2 separate regions of the Mus musculus genome follow, and region 2 is linked to region 1. The links are chromatin contacts, called in public HiChIP or PLAC-seq maps. All regions are on one chromosome and are shown on one strand. Each heading gives the region's core, a stretch centred on a gene start, on an enhancer-like site or on the middle of the called end of the contact. The rest is flanking DNA. Distances are from core to core; before and after follow the strand shown.

The links. HiChIP or PLAC-seq counts read pairs in DNA pulled down with a chosen protein or histone mark.
Region 2: a contact with region 1 is called in an H3K27ac HiChIP or PLAC-seq map of neural progenitor cells, with 6 times the contacts expected there. The contact joins the enhancer-like site here to the promoter of Xylt1 in region 1. A contact is called at or near these places in 1 of 39 promoter capture datasets (hippocampal neurons), 1 of 484 Hi-C or Micro-C datasets (cerebral cortex) and 4 of 115 datasets of contacts at active chromatin or transcription factors (SST interneurons, embryonic forebrain, forebrain and 1 more).

The regions. Positions count from the first base shown.
Region 1 is chr7:117,378,275-117,385,164 of GRCm38.p6, reverse strand. Xylt1 (xylosyltransferase 1) reads right to left here and starts at 4,186. Exons shown (of 12, transcript NM_175645.3): 1 at 3,645-4,186. The coding sequence starts at 3,986.
Region 2 is chr7:117,135,082-117,142,092 of GRCm38.p6, reverse strand. No RefSeq gene overlaps it. Among named protein-coding and RNA genes, the nearest start is that of Gm39075, 90 kb to the left of the region's middle. Within about 2 kb of position 2,467, at least 102 of the 459 cell types and tissues checked have an H3K27ac peak or open chromatin away from gene starts, as enhancers often do. A contact at or near this core is called in SST interneurons, cerebral cortex, embryonic forebrain and 3 more, where this site is marked.

The sequences.
Region 1 (6,890 bases), core at 2,937-5,436:
TTCAAAGTATTTCAGATAATGGATATCCAGCCTGTATTTATTATCTTATTATTAAATTAAGTGGCTGCTACTTATCTATTTTATTTAGCATTCCCAGTGTGTGGTAAAGCAGACGATGACATATCTGCAGTGAGATAAATATTGCTCAAAGATACACACTTCTATATACAAAGCCTGCTTTTTTTTTTGTCTGCTTCGATCAGACAAAATAATTCACTGGAAGTGTGGAGGAAACAAATCAGCCGTCAAACGCTCTCTGTTCTCTCTGCAAACATTTGGATTGAAAGAAAAGCTTTGCCTCCAACGCCACTGGAACCCTCTTCCAAAGTCACTGTTAATGTCTGAAAGAGTCCGGAGTTATCTGAGTAATGTGAAGAATGAGGGATCTCTGCTGAAAAAAAAAATCAGCATTTCAAAGGGGTCAGATCATACAAAAACGGCATTCTACTGTACGCGTACAGTAGGCAAGGACATTAAAACATTAGATTTCTTAAAGGAAACTTACTAAGTACCTTGAGTGACGCTGGGACTATGGGGACGTTAGCAAGAGAAACAAAGATACAGGTGTGACACCTACAGCTTTCATTTCTTCCCGAGTCTAAAAAGGCACTTCTGCTGGCTAGTCTTTCTGACAGGCCCCTCACTCCCCACTACTCCCCTTCATCTATGGCTCAGTGCTCTCCCGTTTTATATTCCGAGACCACAGTAAAGTTCATTTCTTACTGAGGCCCAGAGAAAATGCCCCACTACAGAACTCTGCTGTAATCTGCATCAAGCTAATACTTAAATGCTCAGAGATGCTGAGAGGGAAAGGGGGCACTAGCAAACCTTTACAGAGATGCCCATTTCACCACTATCCCTGCACACACCCTCTGATCCTGCTTGCATATCAACATGATCTCTTATGTGTCTCCACTGCCCGGCCACAGGTACAATTTCTGTACCTAGACACTGCTCTCCAAAAATAAAAGGCTCGCAGTTCAGAAGTTGGGAGAGGGGAAAGCAGCCAGGAGAAGCAGATAGGTCTGGATTTGGAAACACTCTAGCCGTAACAGCTGCTTGACACCCATTGCCACGCACCCACTGAAGCCATGACTGTTCACCCAACTCTACTCCAGCCTGCCACAAAGCACAGCACAGAAACGAACATCACTGTCCTAGCATACAATTCCACAGTATTTGCAGAAGCCATCTGGAAAAATATCAGGGAATGTGTGTGTGTGTGTGTGTGTGTGTGTGTTTGTGTGTGTGTGTGAGAGAGAGAGAGAGAGAAAGAGAGAGAGTGTGTTAGTTCTGAATGCCACCCTGAATCCCTTTGCAGCATCATGCATACAGTCAGCCCAGGCAGGGTCCAAAAATGAATGGCAAGTTGTTAGCAGTCTGTGGCTCTCTCAGCCTGTATCCCAAGCTCCAGCTCTGATGGACTTTGGGAACAGCCTGCCCCCTTCTGGTCTCCTTGAGCTCCATGAAAGGGCAGGGCTTGGGGTGGGCACACCTTGAGGAGGACAAACAGACCCCTAGCTCTAGCCATCCTGTGCACACTGCAGCTCCTGGGGCAGGATGTGAGACAGGAGGAAGAGAGGAGAGTGCCGTGCATATGACAAAAAGTCCAGGACCAGCAGGACCGGACAGTTGAGAGCTACCAGGAATGGGAAAGTGAAAGAAAAAAAAAAGCACAAAATGTATTCATATACATATACATTGGAAGCTAAAAAAAATGGAGACATTGGAGGACACTGTCGGGAGGATACACCTAAACCCACAGATAAAAGCAAAATTGCAGACAAGCTCCGCTGCTAGGACTGGGGATCTAAAAACATGGTTTAAAGGGGAAGTGGCACCCCACCCCCGCCCTTCCGATTCCAAACCTGATGTGACTGGGCTAGGACATGAGAGATTACTCCTAGGTGAACACACATGGAGGGGTTGTGCATCACTGCTCAGACCATCGGTGGGGAAAGAAAGAAACCAACTGCTTTTTTCTTTATAATTCTCTCACTGATCTCAACAGGTGGTCTATGTACCCTGAAAGTACCTCCTGAATCCCCTTTGCAAAAGGTACAGTGAGTCCCTCCCATGGTCCCCTCCCCACCCTGCCTGTTTCCACACTGGGCCAGCACTAAGTGCGCCTAGTCCCTCCCACCTCCCAGTAGGTCTCCAATTTTAGGAAGAACATGTAATAGCGTTTTTGTTTTTGTTTTTGTTTTTGTTTTTTGTTTTTTGTTTTTCCAGTTGGAACACATGATCAACTCCAGGAGTTCAAAGGCAGTGAGTGCCTGGGTCCCCTTGGACTTGGGGACATTGAGAATGCTCAGGTTCTCATGCACAAGCATCACTACAGGTGAGGGTAAGACTTCTCCTTGGTAGCTACAGAGCAGCCAAATGCTCTGTCAGATCAAGTCCTGAGACTGCTTTAGCTCACAGACATAAAGAGCTGTGCTCGGGCAACAAGGGTCAAAACAATCCTGAAGAACTTAAGCACATCAGAAAGCACTTCTGACACAGCTGTGTAGCTGTGTCTAGGCAGTCTTCAGCAAGGGCTGCCGGAGTGACAAGCAATAACAAGGACTGTTCCCTTCCTACAGATCCTAGAAACACTCCCCCGGTAGCTACCGTCCTTCAGATGCTGGGCAGTTCTCTGCAGGGAACTGGGATGATGGACAGAGAATCACATGGCATATCACACCAGCCCAAAGACAGACAGACACTCATTCCTACGCAGAGCAGAGACCCTGTACAGTAGTTACGGACTCAGATCTCCTGCCCTCCTAGCTCAGAGAAAGGTGAAACAGATACCCCAAAGAAGTTGGGGATAGAAGAGGAAGACAAGCCGGTGCCCCACCTAGCCAACCAGATGGTACTAATAGAACTGGAAGACAGTTTCAGAGACCTGACTATTCACATCCAAGAAGAGCAAAGCACACTGGGAGGTGTGGTGATAGCGTGGCCAGACAGACAGACAGTAAGTGCAACTGACCACCCATGTCAAGTCAGAGACAGCCAGCTGGAACTAAGGGGCAATACCTGGAGGTGAAGTCAGGGAGGGCAAGAAATGGCAAGGTTAGGGACTGAGGAAGGTGGGGACTGGGGAAGGTGGAGAGAGAAGTAGATTCCCAGAGGGGAAAACAGGACCCAAAGTCAGATCAGGCTTGCAAGACCCAGTGTTGATTTGGGCACCAGGGACATGGTGGAGGACTTAACACACTCATTCTCAGCCCACAGCAAACAGCTCAGACCAAAGAGGCTGCGTGGAGAACTACCCTTGAGCAGCGGCTGAGGATCCGGTCACGATCCGATGCACGTACTCGAGTGGAGAGTGAGGCATCAACGCCCCCACCCAGAGAGCAAGTAGGACGCCCAGAAAGAGTGATAGGAAACAGGACCCCCTAGAAAGCGAGTCTCTTCTGGAGCTCACTTTCCAGACCCCAAGGGGGCGGTCCTCAGACTCCGCACAGAGCAGCGCGGCTCAGTGCACGACCCTGCAGCTGCCCAGGGCAGCCAGGGCAGTCAGAGGCAGCCAGGGCGCAGAGTCCCTTCGGATATCGGGACTTGTGTGGCCAAGACCAATGTGAGGCATGGGTAGGGTCGCCCATCTGTCTCTCTGTCCGCGGGGCTCGAGATCCCCTTCCCAAAGGGCACCTTACCCTCGCCCGGGAGGCTAGTGCCCCGCGGCTGGCAGGCTGCTGTGCGCGGGCTCCTCCGGGGCCGCCTCCCCGTGCTCCTCCTCCGCCGGCTCGGCCTCCAGGTCCTCCGCGGGCTGCGGGCAGATGGGCAGCCAGGTCCCTGCGCTCCCGGCGCGGGGCCGCGGGCTGCTGCTGCTCGGCTGCTCCCGCCGCTGCCCCCGCGCGCCGCTGCTCTCCAGCCCCGGAGTCCAGGCTGCTGAAATTCCACACCACCAGCGTCTGCAGCAGCAGCACCATGAGCGCCGCCAGCAGCGCCGAGTGCGAGCGCCGCGCCAGCCTCCGGGCGCACGGCGCCGCCACCATCTTCCGCGGCGGCCCGGGGCGAGCGGGGTGCCGGGACACCCCGGTGCGCGCTCTATCCCGGGGGCTCCGCGCTCGGGCCCCGCCGACGTCGCCCGGGCTCGCCGCTGCTCCTCCTCCTGCTCCTCTCCTCCACCACCTCCTCCTCCCTTTCCTCCTCTGCCGCCGCCGCCGCCTCCTCCACCGCCGCGGCGCGGAGTTTTCAGACGGGCAGGGACCCGGACGTCACCAGGAGGAGGGGAAGGCGGGAGGCGGGCGCGGGGAGGCCGCGGAGGGGGCGCGGCGCGCGCGCGCGGGGACACGGCTCGGAAGGGAGCTGGCCCCTCGAGATTCCCTTTTCCCTGGGTCAGGGTCCCCAACCCAACCCCCAGGGTTCTAGGGCGGGCGTTAGGGGTACCAGGGCTGGGGAAGGGGCCACTAGGGACGCGGGCCCTGAGCAGAGGGCGGGGCCTGGAGGAGGAGCCGAGGGCAGCGTGGGGAGGAGAAGGTGAGGGAGGGGGTGGAGGCGAAGGAAGCAGACAGACACCCCCCAGAACAGGCGTGGGAACAAGGTACGGGTGCGAAAAGGCCGGTGCAAGGGGTAGAGAGACGGAAAGTGGAGGATAGAAGAGTCAACAGGGCAGCTCAGCTTGCAGAGGTCAGGAAAAGGGAAAGAAGGGTCCTGAGAGTCTGTGTTCCATGTGGCAGAAAACTGGAGGCGGAGTTGCAGGAGGCGCGGAGTTTTCCGTCCCGGCATCTTTGGCTGCACAGAGAGAAAACCTTGGCAGGTGGAGATGGGAGAAAACGTAGGAGTGTCACAGGTCCTGGCTCTTGTGCAGCCTGGGATTCCTGGATCACTGACTGAAACGATGGGGAGGAGGTTCTCAATGACTCGCCGAGGTTAATCAGCACAAGCACTGCGACTTCTGAGTCACCCCCCCCCCCTTCCAGGGCCAACCAAAGATTCAGGGCTCATTGACTCACTTCTCTGGTCCCCAAAGACTCACAATCCAACATCCTCCAAATCCAGTTGGCAAGTGAATGCTTTGGTGGCTAAAGAAGTTTTCCAACCCTCCCTGGCCACAAGCTGAAGTCTCCCTCCCAGCCACAGAGCCTCCCTCCCTTAACGCCCTTCTTACCATCCGCCCTCCTGATGTCTGACTTGCTGTGTGCACTAGATTCAGAGCTGGGTCAGCCCAGCCTTGCTTTATAAGGAGAAGCATTTTCCTGGACTGACTGGTGACCTTGAGCCACCAAGACTGTCCCCCTTGACCTTGTTCTGAGCTCTGTCAGTGAGAGTTTGGAAGGAATAATCTCTCTGAACTCAAACTTCATCCAGCTCTCTCTGACTCAGTCTTATAGACTTCCCCTTTTGATACATAGCATCTATTAATGTCTGCATGTGAATGGGACTGATGTCTACCTATGTCAGTGAGCTGGGGACTTACAGCGAATTCTTGGTCTTTTGTCTCCTGCCCTTTTAAACATCACCCTGGTTTGTAAAGGGAAGCGAGTGGATATGTACAGAATCTATCAGAGAGCAAGGCCAACAGTGGCGAGAAGTGGACCCTTCCATCCACTGCACCAGCATATTAGAGCACTGATGTGTGCCAGATGTGGGATCAGGTACAAGCATCCCAAGGTGACAAAGGGTGCCTCTGATCTACAGTCAGCTAGAAGGCCAGAGAGTCAGGTGTAGGTAGGTATGGAATCTCAGAAGAAAACATGACCATCGTCCCTAGAGAGATTTGCAAAGGAGCCGTGGGTTCATGAGAGTGCTACTGGGATAGCTGTGTCCTCAGCCAACCTGCTACCCTGACAGTCTACAATCTGCTCCAGGGCCCCCTCTAGCTCTGCAGCCAGGGACAGAGGCATTCCCACTTCATCAACAGTGAGACTGTAGAGGAGAGGCAGCTCCCTGGTTCACCAGTCTCCTCTTATCTGCATATCAGTTGGGAATATTTATAGTTTGTGTAATAAAACACCTGGTTTAACAATCTAAAAATAAGCCTTACTGGATTGTAGAACTAGTTATTGCAGAGCACTAACTCCAGGCATGGCTTGATCCAGCAACCTAGAACAACCACTACAGAATTTTCTCTTCCTTTCTCCTCTCTTTCTCCCACAGTGTCTGTTCACACTGGAACATCACAAGAGTCCTAGATTCTGTGACTTAGACTAGCTGTAACTTATTCATCTGCAGTCCAGGATTCTTTTAGAAGATGCAGAGAGCGTTTTCTTACAGAGTAATTTTTAGGTCCTAAGTTACCCCTAAACCAGTCACAAAGCTCAGGAAGTCAGATCAAGGAAATGAATCTAACCAGGGTTCCTAGATACACCTCTGGCCTTGGGGTAAATCTGTTATCTCTGTAGCCATTCAAATGTTCCATAGAGCCATGTGGGAGTAGAAGAATGGCTTCCCTCGGCTGTCCCTGAAGTCTCCATTGAGCTTCCCCGACCATGGTCAAGTCATCTTCCCCCACCCCGCCCCGCCCCAAGAACTTCAGGGTTCTTAGTGCTAAATGAGTAGCAAGAGGTCATGTAAACATAGCCTCCAAGTCCTGCCCTGGCTGTGTGGAATATTCCAGCCCCCAGCCCACCTTTGTCTCAAGAGCGCTTCTGCACTTTGTCTGTAAAGTAACAATGACCTGTGCTTCCTCCACATGACACAGCTAACAGCAGTCCTCCAGGGGCCAGGCTGTGATTCAGCTCCCTCAGGGCCCTAGTGCTTCAGTACTGAGGTTAAAGATCCTGGGCCCAAATCCCTGGAGAAGCAGAGTTGTTTATCTTGACTCATACATAAAAAGCCACTCAAGAAAGAGGTCCAGTCGCCCTGGGCAGGTTAGAGATGCCATAAACAGCTCATTTGATGGGTTTTGGAGGAAAATTTACCTGAGGTGGCATCTGGGATTCTCTTCTTCTGGCTCC
Region 2 (7,011 bases), core at 1,218-3,717, 240 kb after region 1:
TGACCTACAGAAGGTCTTAGACCTTATTCACAACATCCCCCAAATCAGAATATATAGATGACAGTCAGCTCTGTGGTAATGGTAAAAGGTTATTAATAATCCCTCATGGACAGAGGTGGGAAGGGCCAGGAGATGCTCTTGACCTCCCAGTCGCCACTGCCTCCTTCCCCTGCTACTCATGGACGTGGAGGGCATGGGAGTTATATAGGAGATGGGAGGTTGCCTGCAGTTGGGCTCTTCAGCAGAGCAGTATCAGGAGTCAGCCACACTGATGTGGGACTTAGAGAGATGCTGCTGCCCCACAACTGCTCGTGTTCCTGTAAGTAACCCCAACAAACCTACTGGCTCCTCACAAGGACTCCAGTGGAAGGCCGTCTTTGCTCGGCCTGTGCCCTCTCTATGCAGAGTGCATAGACTTTCTTTGTTTCTGTTCAGAATCTATGCAAGAAGCAGCTCTCTGGGCAGCCCATAGCCCAGTCAAAGGGACACAAGCTGAGTCACCATGCTCTGCATGTGAACAACGAAGACTTAGCTTGTAGTGCAGACAAGAAGGTGATGCTGCCCAGGGTGATAAATGGTGAATTTTGCAGCAGGGTCAGAAACCCAAGACAAGGAGATTGTCCTCAGAAAGCAGGTAGGCCTTCTTCGATGCATTTCAGCAAGTCTGTTTTGTAAAGCACAGACTGGCTGCCCTTGCTTTCCTGAGCTCCACTAGAGGCAAAGCCAGAGGCTTTTGTCTTACAGGTTCTGTTCACAAATGAGGCTGATCTGTTCTCAAGTGGCTAAAAGCTGATTCCTGCGGGGGAGGGGGGTTGGTTGGAATCCTTCTTATATATAAACACACACACACACATACATACACACACACACACAGGAACACACACGCGCACATGCACCTCTGTGAACATGCACAAACACGCACGCAGTAACTTAGGATAGTGAAACTCCAAAAAGGAACAATTATGAAATACCAAGATTTGTAGGCCACAGAAGGTTATAGAAAAGAGAAAGTAATCATGCCTTCTAAAGCCCAGTGATGAATAACCTGATGTTCAGAGCTGCCTGACAGATGCATCAGAACTTTCAGAAAGAGGCTAGACAGACCAAGATAGTTTTAATGTATCATTAAAAAAAAAAAAAAAAGAATACGGGAGCATAGCTCCTGTCTCTGAGAACCTCATCTACCCATGTCCCCATGAAGCAGACACTTTTGATCTGAAGCAGGTGTTGTGCTTGGACAGAATCAAGCTGCTGGGGTCCTCAGGCAGGGATTTGTTGTTTCTGTCTTCTGTAGTGGGAGGAGACAGAGCATCCAGAGAGATTTGCCATCAACAGAAGTGTGGTGAGGGACTTGGAAAAGGAAGAAAATAATATGGATTGGGGGAATGGTCATTCTTTCTAATTAACCAGCCATTATTCCAGCCCTAAGTTGGACTCTTCCTGTTGCTAAGATCTATCCAGAAAACTGAGGAGAGAAAGCAGAAAACACCCAAAAGAAAGTGGAAAAGCAGGGTGTGACAGTGGGTGCCTGGAATCTCTAGCACTTGTGGGTTTGAAGCCTGCCTGCACAGAGAGGTCCTATCTGAAAGACAGATCGACAGATTGACGAGAGAGGCAGAAAGAAGGGAGGTGTGGAGGGGGGAAAAGAGGAGGGAGGGGGAGATGAGGGGAGAGGGATGGGAGAGAGGAGAGGGGAGGGGAGGGGAGGGGAGGGGAAAAGATGGGAAGGGAGGAGGGGGAGGGGAGAGAAGGAAGGAGAGGGGAGGAGAGGAGAGGAGATAGGAAGGGAGGAGGGGGAGGGGAGAGAAGGAAGGAGAGGGGAGGGGCTGGAGAAGACAGTAGATGGGGAAGAGAGAAGACTGGAGAGGAGGGGAGGGGAAGAGATAGGAGGGCAAAGGAGAGCAAACAAGTGAAAGGTACTAAGGTTTTATTTATCATCTGATCATTCCAGGATGTTGAGGTAGCTGTTGGCTCCACAGTTTTCCCTAGGGTCACTCATTTCTTCAGCCACTTTCTGAGTGCCCTCTCCATGCCAGGCAGCATCCCGAGTCCTGGGTTCTAACACACCTGGAGATAAGCATGAGCCTTGGCCCCAATGCCAGGGCAGAGTTTTACTTTCAGAGAGTACAAACTCTCATAGGTCCCCACATCTTCGTTTTAATAAAATTTCTCTCCCCTCCACTCATTAGCAGAGTGTGATAAGGGTATATTTTCTGACTGTGTCATACTTTGGCAGGCTTTTTAATCCGTGTCTGAGGGCAGTCAGGACTAAATGAAATTATGAGGATGAAAAAGGAAAATGCACACACGAAAAAAGTTTTAATTGGCTAACTCTGATCTGCCTGCTGTGATTGTATCACTGGCTTGGCAGCTTGTCACTTGTGGTTGCTAGGCAACCCTGAACAGGAAGGCAAACATGTCAGCCTGTGTTTTCTGTCCTGTTGTTTGAGTCTCTCAGAGTCTGGGGCTGAAGGCTGGTCCCATCTGACCCTTAACAGAGGCCTGGGATGCCCCACGTGTTCCCATGCATAGCCCACCTGGTTTCAACTCAAAGCTGCTTTCTCATGCAGTTTTTGGTAAAACTCCAGCTCTTCCCCAATGCCCCAAAGGTGGTCTTACCAGAAAGACTCCAGCAACTACTGCTCCATCTCCCTGAGCCCTGAGGTACACCAACAGAGCAGGGTGACTTGGGGCCGAAGACACAGACTGCTTGCCTTCTCTGTCCAGTGGGACCCTCCCTCTCATAGTGTCCTTCCTGTTCTTAAGCTCACAAGGAGCCAGTCAGACAGCCTGGGTCTGTTTGACTTGTGCAAACCATGTGCTTCAGGCATGTATGTGTTTCCCCATCCTAGAGAAAAAGAGTGTTGTCACAGGGAGATATCACTTTGCTCCCAGGGTGCTGCTAGGGCCTTATTGAGAGTAATTCATGCAAACATGTTGACTTATCTTCTAAGATATTTGATGAAGGAGTTTCAATTGCACATTTAGCATCCTGGCCCCGACCAGCATCTTAGAGCACTCTGAAGCATTTGTGGATCCCAGGTTGTCCCATTCTCTGAGTTAGAAATGAGACTCAAAAGGCCAGGGAGATGTACCTGAAGCTGCATCACAGAGACTGGAAGCAGGGCCTCAGTTGCCACCATTAAACTTGACTGGTGTGGGGTATGAAGAATTGGATGGTGAGGTGATGGGTACCAGGGCTTGTCCTGGGTACTCAGAGCACTGATCAAAGGATACAGCCTCTCAGAAGAACGGATTGCTTTCTGGGGAGACAGCACACACTCTAGGCAGTGAGTATCATGGGAGCTGCCTGGGCTTCCCTTGAAGCTGAGAGGTTCTCTAACACCTTCAGGAGAATCTGCCTGCTTTACTGTGGTTTCTAAATACTTCTCTGTTCTGCCTTTGTTCTCAATCAGTCCAGTACCTCCCTGTACCCTACTTGTCTTCTTGTTGATCCTCAGACCTGAGAGTCCTGGGACTGTGGTATGAGCTGCTGCAACAGAGATGCACACACGACTCCCTTCTTGGCTTGCTTTTTCTTTTCTTTTCTTTTCTTTTCTTTTCTTTTCTTTTCTTTTCTTTTCTTTTCTTTTCTTTTCTTTTCTTTTCTTTTCTTTTCTTCTCTTCTCTTCTCTTCCCTTCCCTTCCCTTCCCTTCCCTTCCCTTCCCTTCCCTTCCCTTCCCTTCCCTTCCTTTCTTTCTTTTTTTTTTTCAAGACAGGGTTTCTCTGTGTAGCCCTGGCTGTCCTGGAACTCACTTTGTAGACCAGGCTGGCCTCGAACTCAGAAATCTGCCTACCTCTGTATCCCCAGTGTTGGGATTAAAGGCGTGTGCCACCATGCCCGGCTTCTTGGCTTACTTTATGCCATCTCTAGGGTAAGGTAATATGCTTATCAACGCCTTCTTCAGACTTCTCATCTAGCATTGTAGCTCTTGTCCATGAATCCTCTGCCCCATCGCTGTGATTTATTTATTTACAGGAAAGCGTCAGTTGTTCAGCATCTCACTGTGAGTTTCCACCAGGAGGTAGATTTTGGTTGGAGGTTATCTTCCAGTGTTTGAATGAGGCCTGACACCTGAGGTGCTTGATAAAATGTCCTCATTGTACAGAAGCCTAGGTGTGAGGTTCTTTCAGCTCTGTTCACCATTCTCCCTCCCTAACTTCTCTCTATCCCTCAGGAAGCAGGGGCAAAGGTAGCCTCCTTTTGGAATTCCTGCCCTTACCTCTTCACCTGGGGGGGAGGGGCAAAGGGTTGTGTCAGTTATTCCCCTGCTATGACAAAAGCAAGCTATGCAAGGAGGCCTTTGTTTTGGCTCCCAGTTTGTGGGTACAGTCTGTCACAGCAGGGAAGGCATGGAGGGGAGAAAGCTAAGCCACCTGAAGTGGGGAAGCAGAGAGCAGCTACTGAGCGCCCCTCCCCTTTATTCTGTCCAGAAGCCCAGCCCACAGACTGTTGCCACTACACTTCAATATCTCTTCCCATGCCAGCTAACCTACTTGGGAAACTTGGGAAACTCCATGGCAGACATGCCATCTAGGAGATTCTAGCTTCTGTTGAGTTCTGTTGAGTTCGCTATCAGTTTCACTTTGTAAGATTTGTAAGATTTGTGGTAGCTCAAAATGACCACGGTTGTAAAAAGTTCAGTAAATGTGTTCTTTTCTCAGAATCTGCCTTACTGCAAGGTGTGCTAAGAGATAGTTCTCTGATTGTTTAGAAAAGCTCACACAATGTCTCTGGTCCTTACGTTTACCCACTAAGAGGTAGTCCTCTGGTTGTTTAGAAAAAAGCCCATACAGTGTCTCTGGTCCTTAAGTCTGCCCCCTTAATGCTGTTAAAGGTTAACCAATGATAAACTGCCAGCCCTAAACTGTGACTGAGAACTGCTCTAAAAAAAAAAATGTATACAAGGTGTGTGCTTTAGCTACTCGGGGTTGCTTCCATCCCAATTTCAAGATGACTCCAGCTTGCTGGATTAATCAACCTCTTGCTTTTTGCATTGATCTCCATCTCTGCATCTCTGTGAGTGTGACATCCCGGATGTAAGGCTTTTCGGGACTTACAACTTCAATATCAACCATCCAATCAACTGCTTCCTGGGGTTCCATTGGGGGCTTGGCTCATCTATGGTGGAAAGAATAACTGAATAAGAAGAGTGTGTCTTTGATGATGCTTTCTCTGACCCTAATCCGAATCCTGATCCCAAAGCTCCACCCTTCCGCCCTCCATCCTTCCTACAAACTAAACCCAAAGAGCCACGTGGACTCCACATGAGACTCATTTTCACAGTCCTGAGGCAGGGGATTGACCCTGGGACATCACACATGTGTAAAACTTGTCCAGATGGCTACAGCCACCATTTACAGGATGTCATCTTGTCAGGTGTGACCTGGAAGTGGCCATTCTTTGCTGCGAGGCTGGCCGGCCCATCATTTTAGAATGTTTAGCAGCCTTCCTGACGTCCACCCACACACTAGTCACAACACTATCACCACAACCAAAATGGCCGTGGATGTGAACAAAGGATCCCTCTGGAACAACTTGAGTGTCCTCCCACTGAGAACCAATTGCCCAGTCCTTTACTATAAATTAACTAGTTCAATGCTCACAGCATTGTTAGAAGAATGTACTATTGTCCAATCGATATGATGTATAGATGAGCTCGGTGACACTCTAAGAGGCCAGGCAAGCCCGTGAAAGTCACACAACTAGGAGTCAGCAGAATGGAGACTTGAACTAGGTCATATGGCTTTTGTATTTACGTAAGGAACTACCAATGAATATGGGCAGGAAGCCGGGTAAAGGACCAGGATGGGAGGTTACTAAGTGCTATGAAGTTTTTGTAGTATCCAAATGCTATTCTACAGTCTATGGATTACGTGGCTTACTCTAGCCTTTAGGCAATTGCTGTTGCCTATAGCATTAGTCAGGGTAGGAAACTGAGGCACAAAAAGAGCCCACCTACCTGGAAGGGAATCAGGTGGATTTCAAAGCTGGGCAGACTGATTCTCAGACTCAGGGTTGGGAAGTGAGGGAAGGAAGTCCCCTCTGTGCTGAGCCTTGCAAAGTCACAGTGCCCTCTGCCAGGCTTTGTCTGCCAGGTGAGCCCGATGCTTTGCCCACATTCTTCTAAAATAACTTCTGTACTCTGTACATTCAATGAGCCTGACTCCCCAAGGCACCTAGCCCTGAGGTCACAAGGAGCAGCTTTTATGTTCCAAAGCGGTTTCTCACATAAAGCCAAATACGTGAGGGCAAGTGCCAGGGGCTCCCTCCAAGGCTGAACTTCCAAAATGGGGTCAGCCTTGGCCTGCATTCTAACCAGGCTTAACAGAAAGCGGGGAAGGAGATCCTGCGGGCATTTTCACTCCTCAAAAGTGAAAAGGAGGAAACACAAGGCACAGCCCTCCAGTCTCCCCCTTACAGTAGTTACCAAGGCAGAGGTGCTTTGTGTGCTCCTGACATGATTGCCTCTGTGTTTAAAAGAATGGCCTGGTCATTTTTTCTTGCAGCCCATTCAGGCACTAGCCCAAATAGAACTATTGAGGAATTGTAACATAATGGATAAAATGTTTCTTCTGACCTTGGCTGTGGCTAGCGGTAGTGACACAAGGAAGCCAGGGTCCCCAGGACAATTTGCAATGCCGTCTCTAAACAAGATGACCCCGAAGCATCAGGAAGGGCCGTTTTGAAGGGACAGAAGTTCATTACCTGTACATTGGGATACAACTGACCACTGTGCCCACTGGATGGGGAGATGTTGAGGGAGGGGCAGGTTCTATGCCTCCAGAGTGAAGGGAAACAAGCTGATTCTCTTACACCCTCTCAGCTTCACCAAGATGCAGAGGAAAAGGCAGCCCTGGGGAGTTAAAATATAGGTGATATTATCTAGAGCTCAGGAATCCAAATTCCTTTTGATGCTATCACCAGAAGCAGAAAAGCAGTTTCTATATTTTTCTACCTATTAAACTGAAGACTACTCCACTGCTAAGAGCCAACACCTAGTTGCTAA